Linked DNA regions of Hordeum vulgare: region 2 is linked to region 1. Evidence: chromatin contacts called from public Hi-C data. All regions are on one chromosome and are shown on one strand. Each heading gives the region's core, a stretch centred on a gene start, on an enhancer-like site or on the middle of the called end of the contact. The rest is flanking DNA. Distances are from core to core; before and after follow the strand shown.

Region 1 (4,405 bases), core at 1,683-4,182:
AAAAAAATAGTCATAAGTCATAAGAACCTAGGGAATTTGATAAGACTGCACGTGAGTCTTACGGAGAGATCATTTACTTATTTATTGGTCCAAGAGGGTCAACAAAATCAGACTCTCAATCAGGGAAAGAAACAACCATAGGTATTTGAGTGACAAAGGCTGTGTTTGGCATAGCATTGGATAATGATAGTCCTGTTTTTCCAATAAGCTTCTATCTATTTTGCCGTTTGGCTAACCAATGTTTTCCTGCTTCCGTGGCTGTTCTCCCATGGCAGAGTATAAAATTAGTTCAGCACCACACAGTTAGGCAACCGCAACAAAAGAACCCACTACTTTCATTTTATTGTTTTGTGTTATTCCCGAGACTTGTATAAGATAGAGGGAGATGATGAGTAAGTGCTTACATCCAGCAGGCAAGATTATCCAATAAATGCCGCCGCGAGTTTGTGTAACACCACCCTCATTAGCATGGACCTGCATGCCCTCAACCTGCGAAAGCCAATCACATTGAAATATTATTATCAGCCTGCGAATTCCATCCATGAATAAAAACTTGAAACCGCGTGGCTACGTAAGAAAAAATAATCCAGTCCAAACATAGAAAGAGACTAGATACTTTTGCACCTAAATTTCAGGATTAAAGGACATACTTAGATAAGGAACTCCGTAGATCCCTATTAAATGTTTTCTATGAAAATTCAGTAATCATCATTCTTGTGTTAACTATGGGGTTGTCCAAAAATAAAAGCAACACTCTCTGACAATAAATAACTGTTAGTTCAACAAAGTATGTAGCATGGAGGAAAAGAGGAAATAACAATGATAAACAAATATTGCCATGCCACAAATTAAGCAATAATAATAACCATAAAATAACCCATGGATTGTTCTAACCCAATGGCGATTCAACTCCGATGACCACTAATCAGAACTTCCAATTCTACCCATGCGGACATAAATATGAATAGAACTAAGCTTGCAATCAAACAGGCTGACCCCACAGTCCCACACTCCCACAGATTACACATAGAAACGCTACCCCCCTGCGACAATAACGCATTTAATGCCTGCTATACAGGAGCCGTTAATCTACACGACTAGTCCATTTTAGCGTTGTACGTAGTACAAAAAAATGCCAAGAGATGATACATTCTCCAGAAAAAAAATGCTATCTTTCACTAGAACTCCTCACTCGAAAATGGTGCTAGTGCAGGCTAGCGGTCTTACGTCTTTTTGATGGAATCGCTCATTTTGGAAGATTGCAAGAAGAACGCAAAAACAAAATAAAAAATCATAGTATATAACCATGTACTACCATGCAACCAAAAAAGGTGCTATCACATAGTTCTGTATGGAATCCATCATCGCTAAATTTCTGAAAGAAAGATCTAAATATGAAAATTAAGGGACATAGCTAGATAATGAAAGGAATGCAATGCGCCTTCTAAATGTTCCAAAATCAGTAATGACCGTTCTTATCTTATTCTTACCTCTAGGGTTGTCCACATACAGAATCAACAGTCTCCAAGAATAAATATCAGTTAGTTGAGCGAAGTTTTGAGCATAGGAAAAAGGAAGAAAGAACCGACAAAAACAAAATTGGACACCAAACAAATTATGCAATAATAACAACAGAATAGACCAACAGCGATACAACTCCTCCCTTTCTTGCGGGTAACGGCGGTACAACTCCTCTTTTTGTTGCGGATAATGGCGATACAACTCTGATGACTACTACTCAGAATTTCCAATTCTGCAAATGCCTACATCAAAATAGAAAATACACTAAACAGAAATTTGCATGCACCCTAATCATGCAGTTGTCCCTTTAGAATGCATGTGCACATGCTGTGCCAACAATGGGAGCGAAGATCCATTCACGCGCCTGCTATCATCGAATCAGTAATCTGCACGCCCATACCATTGTAGCACTGGAGCATAAGAAAATGTCCAAGAGAGCACACATTCTCTAGAAAATTAGCAACTTTTGAGCAGAATCCCTCACTTGCAAATTGTAGTTCAAACTCAAAAGGAGAAGGAAAAAAAGGGGGGTAGGTGCGCCTTGGATACCCCTCTTTTCTGAAGAATGAGAATATTCATGCTTTGATGATGTGAACAACTCCATGTGACCAAGAAAGAAAGAAAAGCAAACAGTTAAAAGGCGCTATCACATTGTGCTATGGAATCCACCAATCCGAACTGGTGTGGATTGGCCACCCACTTGCCTACCCTTGCATCATCAAAGTGCTAAATCACCTACCCTAAATCCTAATCGTTTTTAGCCTAGCCCAGGTCTGCTCAGATTGCAACGCACAGCGTCTGTCGTACAGCTTGAAGCGTCGGTGTCCGCAGTAGAAGAAGAAGAAGAAAAACACATCGGTAAGTGGGGAAACGGTGGGCTTACATCCCCGCAGGTGAGCTTGCAGGCGAGGGCGTGGCTGGTCTCGTGGAGGAAGACGGTGATGAGCTTGAAAGGCGTGAGCAGGAACGTCCTCCACAGCTGCACACAAGGAAGGCAAAAAACCCAAATCAGGAACTCCCCGTCGCTTCAGCAGTCCCGTAGAAACAAGACAGCGGCGGCCGGCCCCTCAAAAAAAGAAAAGAAAAGAAGAAGAAGAAGGCGGCGGGTGGGTTAGCGGGGGATGGGGCTCACGGCGAGTATGACGACGGTGGAGACGCCGACGGCGGCGATGAAGACGACCTGGTTGTGCTGGCAGCAGCCCTGCAGCTCCCAGTTGACGTTCACCATCCTGGGCCCGCCGCAGATCTGTGCCGCCCTCGCCGACGCCGGAGCGAAAAGAGAAAGGGGTAAGGGGAGGGGAGGGGCGCACGGGGAAAATGGGAACTGTTCGAATTGGCGGATGAAACGTGCCGGCACAGAAACCGAGGCCTGGTTGGTGGCCGCGGACGACAAAGTGTTTGCGCGTTCGTTTGGGCCGGAAGAGGGCGTTCTCACTGGCTCCTGGTCTAGCAGCCCAAGCAATAATTGTCGCTAATCTGCTGAGGAGTGGGTACGCTCGGTGATTAGAAATGAATAACATTTCCCTGAATTATTTCAGCAGTGAATAAATCCAAGGCTCCAGCGGCAGTACTCGAGGTGGCAGTGGGTGAGAGACGACTCGGGCCTGACCTGACTGAGCCACGCACGGGCTCCACTGGCTGGCTCGCTTGTGCTACTTGTCTACTTTTGGCAGGTGGCAACCGCGTTGCTTCCTGCAGTTTCTTTCTGTAATGTTTTCTTTCGGAGCTGCAAGTGCGTAATAGTAGAAGATTCAGGGTGGCACGAAGAGTAGCATCAGTACCAAGTCGTCGCCCGCACGATCAGCCTTTGGGCCTTCGTCTCCGCTTCTTCTCGAGTGCCGAAACCCCGAAGAAATGTCCAACGGCCGAACCGCCGAGCAACCCATGCAAATGTGGCCTCTGGTGATGAACGGACTGGCTGGAATGATCCCTTCTTCTCCTGCCGTCACCGTCCGAGGGGTTGCATTGAAGTATGTAGCAAAAAACTATCACGTTACAGGCTTTGATTATAGAAAAAATGATTAATCTTTTAAAAACTACCATAAAAATGGTGCACTGTTTTAAAAAAAAAATAATGACCAAACGGTTACATTTTAAATGCGCTTATGGCACGTAGGACCCGCCCGTCAGGGTTCTGTCATCCACGGGCTGATGGCGCGCGCGGACGGCCGTTAGGTCGACCCGTTTCGACCGTTGTAAAGCGACCGAGCCGGCTCGCACTCACTCTCACTCTCTCCCCTCGCTCTTTGCTCTCGTGCCTCGAGCTCGCCATCGCCGTCGACCACCTCTCTTCCTCGTCACCGACAAGGATGCCTTCTTGGAATGATGGGGACGAGAGCTCCGACGACGACATCATCGGTGGCAACCTGATGGACATGGGGTACTTTGTAAGTTACATCCTCTCCCTTTCCCATTATTTAGAGTTAGGGTTAGGTTTAGGTTTCATTCGATTTGAGGTTTAGGGTTCATGATCTGCAATTATGGACGGATTCTTTGGTTTGGTTGATGGATCTGCATATAGTGGACGGATTTCTGACTCATTTAGCTTTTACTGTGTGTAGGTCACACCTGACACCATCCCCGAGCCATTGTTCTGTGGTGCTCCCATGGAGGAAGTTCCCAAATGCACACTGCACGAGATGATGCCTAGGAAGTGTGTTGCTTTTGAAGGAGCTAACACTAGAAGGAGGTTTTATGGATGCCATGTTCGGGTGGGTGTGAGTAAGCAGCAATAGTTGTTTTGCTTCCAATTAGTAGTTCATTGCACAACGGTTGTTTATAGCTACAAGTGTTGCCTGAGTGATTAAATTTTGAATTTACAAATGTTGTTTGATTGAACAGGGAGGTGTGAACTGTGGTGTAGTCCAGTGGGTTAACCCTGTCT
Region 2 (4,524 bases), core at 1,604-4,103, 540 kb after region 1:
ATGGCCACCGAAGATGATTTCTCCTCTCTGACAGGGTTCTAGAACATCTCTAGATTGGTCTTTCGTCAATACAGAGAGTTGCGGCGGCGAGGCGAAAGTTTTATTTTTTATTTCTGGAGTTTCTGCTATATATAGAAATTTTTAGCGTTGGAATCACGCCAAACGAAGCCACGTGGGCCCCACAAGCCATCTCGCCACAACCTAAGGGGGTCGCGGCCTGATGGCTTGTGGCCCATTGGTGGCTCTCCTCCGGTGGTTCTTCGCTATATTGCTTATCTCCTCCAGAAAATATATATAAAAGTTTTGGAAGATTCGGAGAACTTTCATTTTCTGCACAAAAACACAACACCATGGTAATTCTGCTGAAAATAGCGTCAGTCTGGGTTAGTTCTAAATAAATCATATAAAATGCATCAAAACCATATAAAAGTGTTGTAAACATAGGCAATGATGGCATGAATACTTTATAAATTATCGATACGTTGGAGACGTATCAAGTCGTACGTTCAAACTTTAGTCGAGCGGCGTGCTGACCACAAGTTAGCATTCATATATTTTGGCCCTTTCACCATCATGCACAAGACCAATCCAGTTGCCTACAAGCTCAAATTGCCGGAAGGATCGAAGGTACATGATGTATTTTACATTTCTCAACTTCGTCCAGCAATCAACCCAAGCATTGTGGCGTGAGCACATCTTCCTCAACCTTGACAACATGTTCTTGAGCTAGTCGAAGTGCTGAATTTTTGCTGGAAACAAACACCCATGGGTCGCGAGGAGGAGATTCTTATTCGCTGGTCGGATCCTGACATTCTTGATGCCACTTAAGAAGATGTTGTCCAACTAAAGGAGCGTTTCACTGATCTACCGTTTTGAGGCAAGCCGTCTCTCAAGGAGAAGGGGATGCGAGCGATCCAAATCCTAGTGAAGGACAACGCAACCGTAAGCTGCCATGGCAGCCAACAAGAACGCTGCCATGACAGCCAAGTCCGCTACCCTGATGACCACCTCAGATCTAGTAACGTCGCAGGGTGGGGATCGTGTACTGAGCCAACCATATAGGATCGCACAACCCAACAGACGCTCCGTGGGCCCTACGTGAATCACCTATACTTAAGCAAGATCACTCGACGTGTGAAGTCATCCGGATATAGATCAAGGACGAGGCACGACACGACACGACATCCATTTTCCCCTTTCTCCTTCCTTCCCAAATTGTAATTGAATAAGAGAGAGAACTAAGTTGTATCTGTGCGTGAGTAATATAGCAAGGGATATTCATATCCTAACAAACAACCATGGCCATGAGCTCGCGGTCGACATCGCCGGCCACAACGCAGGAAGGGGACGACTCCGTACGAACCCTTTGTGGCGGACATCTGCGGTTTTTTTCACTGTTTTGACCCACGAGACGAAAAGAATGCACAAAATGAACTCGATCTGAAAGTATTTCACGATCTGACCCTTTTAGAAACGCCAGAACCCGTGGCGTTGCTGGTGTACATAGAAACGCCAGTCTAGCTTCATGTTTCTGCTTCATACTCATACGCCGAACTAGCTCGCGTCTGTGGCCGAGCTAGAAACACCATAATTGATGACGTTTCCACTGCTAGCTTGCTTCCCAATGTCAAGCGTCACATGGATTAGACAACATGCTTAACAGCGACAGCACAAGTAGTACTACCACATTACGCTTTGCCTTTTGCACAACCGCACATGAACGATGGATTCGCCTCGCTGTGTTTAGCATTGATATGGTTGCATGGATCTTGCTCAGATCTGAAAGGATGCATGTGTGTTCTCTGCATGCAGAGACGAGATGAGATGGATGGATCAGAGTGTCTGGTTCTTTCTTTCTATCAAATCCATCAATTTGTATCGGTCTCGCCAGCCCCAAGGTCGCCCGCTGTTGGTTCTTCCTAGGCCGTCGCGCCATGCCGCTCGCGCGTTCTTTCTGCATCCAGCCCCAAGATTCCAAACTCCATTCGCATGTGTGTCTGCGACTGTGCAAAAGGTAAACGCCAGGAACGTCAACAACAATGGCGTTCGACTAAGCAGAAGAAACGCCATCACTTATGGCGTTTCTATTTGGACTGCAACGCCACGGTACACTGGCGTTTGAATATGGACCAGAAACGCTACGTTAGACTGGCGTTTCTAAGTGCCGCAGCAACGCCACGGTTTCTGGCTTTTTTAAAAGGATCAAAACGTGAAATCTTTTCGGAACGAGTTCGTTCTGTGAATTCTTTACGTCACGTGGGTCGGAAGAGTGAATTTGCTCGACATATGCCGGCGTCGTACTATTTGGTGCACATACGAGCATTCATGGGAATATTGTGCCATCCTAACACATCTCACACGCGGGTACAAGGCATTCATTCAGTAAGAAAAGGGACATGAGGCAAATTCCATGCGCAACAAGCCAGTCCGTCCGTGGCGTCCCATGAAGCAACCAAGCACGGCGCGTCCAGCTCCGCAACCAGCGTGCCCCTAGCGAAGCCAAGGCTGGCTGAGACAGCACAGCTCATTCCGCCGGTCCCACGGGCCCCGCCAGCTTCGATGCCCACGAGACCTTTCCGCACCAATCCCCGCCCGCCTAATTTTAACACCCCCGAGATATTCCACCGCTGTCGCTGCGGCGCCTGCCCCACAACCCCCGCCGTACGCGCGGGACCCGGGGGCCCGGCCCGGCTCCCCACGCCGCCATTTGGGCCCCCGGCGGTCCTCGCCGCCAGCTTTGCTTTGCTTTGCACCTACCCCCGGCGCAAAGGCCACCGACGCATGGGCCCCCGCCCATCACACCGCAATCAGTCAAGCGCACACGCCTCCCTCCCTCCCCCCTTCCGCCCCCCTGCCCGCACTGACTCCGCGCACCAGAATAATCCCACCACACGACAGCGACCGCGACCGCCTCCTCGCCGGCGACGGGCAGCCGCTGGACGCTCGCCGGAGCCGGAGTCGGAGGGTTTTGCTCGTTGCGTCGTGGGGTGGGAGGCGCGGCCGAATTCCTCTGACCGGGTCTCCTCGACGCCTTCTCTCGCGTTGCCGTGTGCCACCGAGTAGTAGATTTTAAAAGGCCCTTTTCTTTCCTTGTGCGGTAGTATTGGTCTCCGGGGGGTTAATCTAATCGGGAGGCGACTGCTTCGGAAGAAACCTCGTCGTCGTCGCCGCCGCCGCCCCCCCTCGCCGAGCTAAGCTGTTGTGATGAGCTCGTCCAAATCCTAGGGCTCTGCACGGCGTCGTCGGCTTCTCCAGGGGTTCCGCGGAGGAGATGGTGCCCAGTGGGCTCTTCGGCTGGGCTTCGCCGCACGTGCAGCCGCTCACGCCGGTGTCCGAGGTCTCGGAGCCGCCGGAGTCCCCGTCGCCGTACGGGGACGGGCCGTCGGGGGATGCTGGCGTCGGGGTCAGGGAGGGGGAAGGCGCCGACGACGAGGATGTGGAGGAGGACGAGGTCGAGCCCCCACCCGCCGCGGTCTCCTTCTGGAGGCTGTTCGAGTTCGCCGACGGCCTCGACTGGGCGCTCATGGCCGCTGGCGCGCTCGCCGCGGCCGCCCACGGCGCGGCGCTCGTTGTCTACCTGCACTACTTTGGGAGGTCCTTGAATTTGCTCGACTCTGAACGGATTCAGTCTGCTCTCCACGGCCGTAGCGACGAGCTGCTCAACCAATTCAAGCAGGTAAGCTGATGCTTCGGATGTTCGTCTCTTAATTGCACGCATAACAGGATCTGCTACGTGGTATTTATTGCTGGAGCCAAATTTGCTATTCTTTAATTTTGCTATTACTGGGGTTGGGATGTTTTTTTGTAACCTTTTTGCGCTGGCTATACTTATGCTACATATGCTCTAAATTCTTACTTATTTGTCTGCTATTCTCAGTACATGTGTAAACCCTAAAGCAGCTCATACTTAGTTTTGTCGTGTGCTGTGAGGTCACCTGCAATATTGATAACCAGGGCTCGGAAGATTTACCAGCTGAAAATTGTTCGTCGAACTGCAAATTTTTGTGCGTAGCAGTTATATTTATGACTTAGGTTACATATCATCTAGAATCAGTGCATTTGGAACTTTTGATGTAAATTTTGCCATGAAATTATGCACATTCTAAGTTGGCGGGTTTGCTTGACGATGTGATATTTCTCCTTGGCTTCTAGCTATGGCCTTGTGGGTGATTGGCTGATTGCGGCTGGACAGCAGGTTCGGGTTTTGTGCTCTTGTGCCTATGGTGTTAGGTATTAATATCAACCAAGGAAAAAAGAAGCGCTAGGCGTTAATTGTGTGTTTTGCCACCGCCTTGCGCTTTTTTCTGACCAAAGTGCACATTAAGCGCTAGGTGTGTTGTGATTGCCTAGCGCCTGCCTTTTTTTTGTCAGGGCAGGTATGTGTTGGCGTTGTATTCTGGAATTTGGATGTTGCAATTTCTTAGGCAGTGTTGAATTGATTTATTGTGCTGTTTGTCTAACAGACCTAGAGGATTGCAGCATGGCAGGGCCTGAGGTTGCCTTATTGGATTGAGTTGTATTGGT

Evidence for each region. Hi-C and Micro-C count contacts between places; a contact is called where the count stands out from the background.
Region 2: a Hi-C map of seedling shows a contact between it and region 1, with 4 times the contacts expected there. The contact joins the promoter of LOC123448984 here to the promoter of LOC123448981 in region 1. A contact is called at or near these places in 2 of 6 Hi-C or Micro-C datasets (leaf and seedling) and 1 of 1 datasets of contacts at active chromatin or transcription factors (embryo).

The regions. Positions count from the first base shown.
Region 1 is chr4H:465,560,697-465,565,101 of MorexV3_pseudomolecules_assembly, forward strand. LOC123448981 reads right to left here and starts at 2,933. Exons shown (of 10, transcript XM_045126041.1): 1 at 2,654-2,933; 2 at 2,405-2,500; 3 at 405-489. The coding sequence starts at 2,749.
Region 2 is chr4H:466,097,368-466,101,891 of MorexV3_pseudomolecules_assembly, forward strand. It overlaps LOC123448984 (ABC transporter B family member 6-like), which reads left to right and starts at 2,854. Exons shown (of 13, transcript XM_045126044.1): 1 at 2,854-3,676; 2 at 4,377-4,409. The coding sequence starts at 3,272.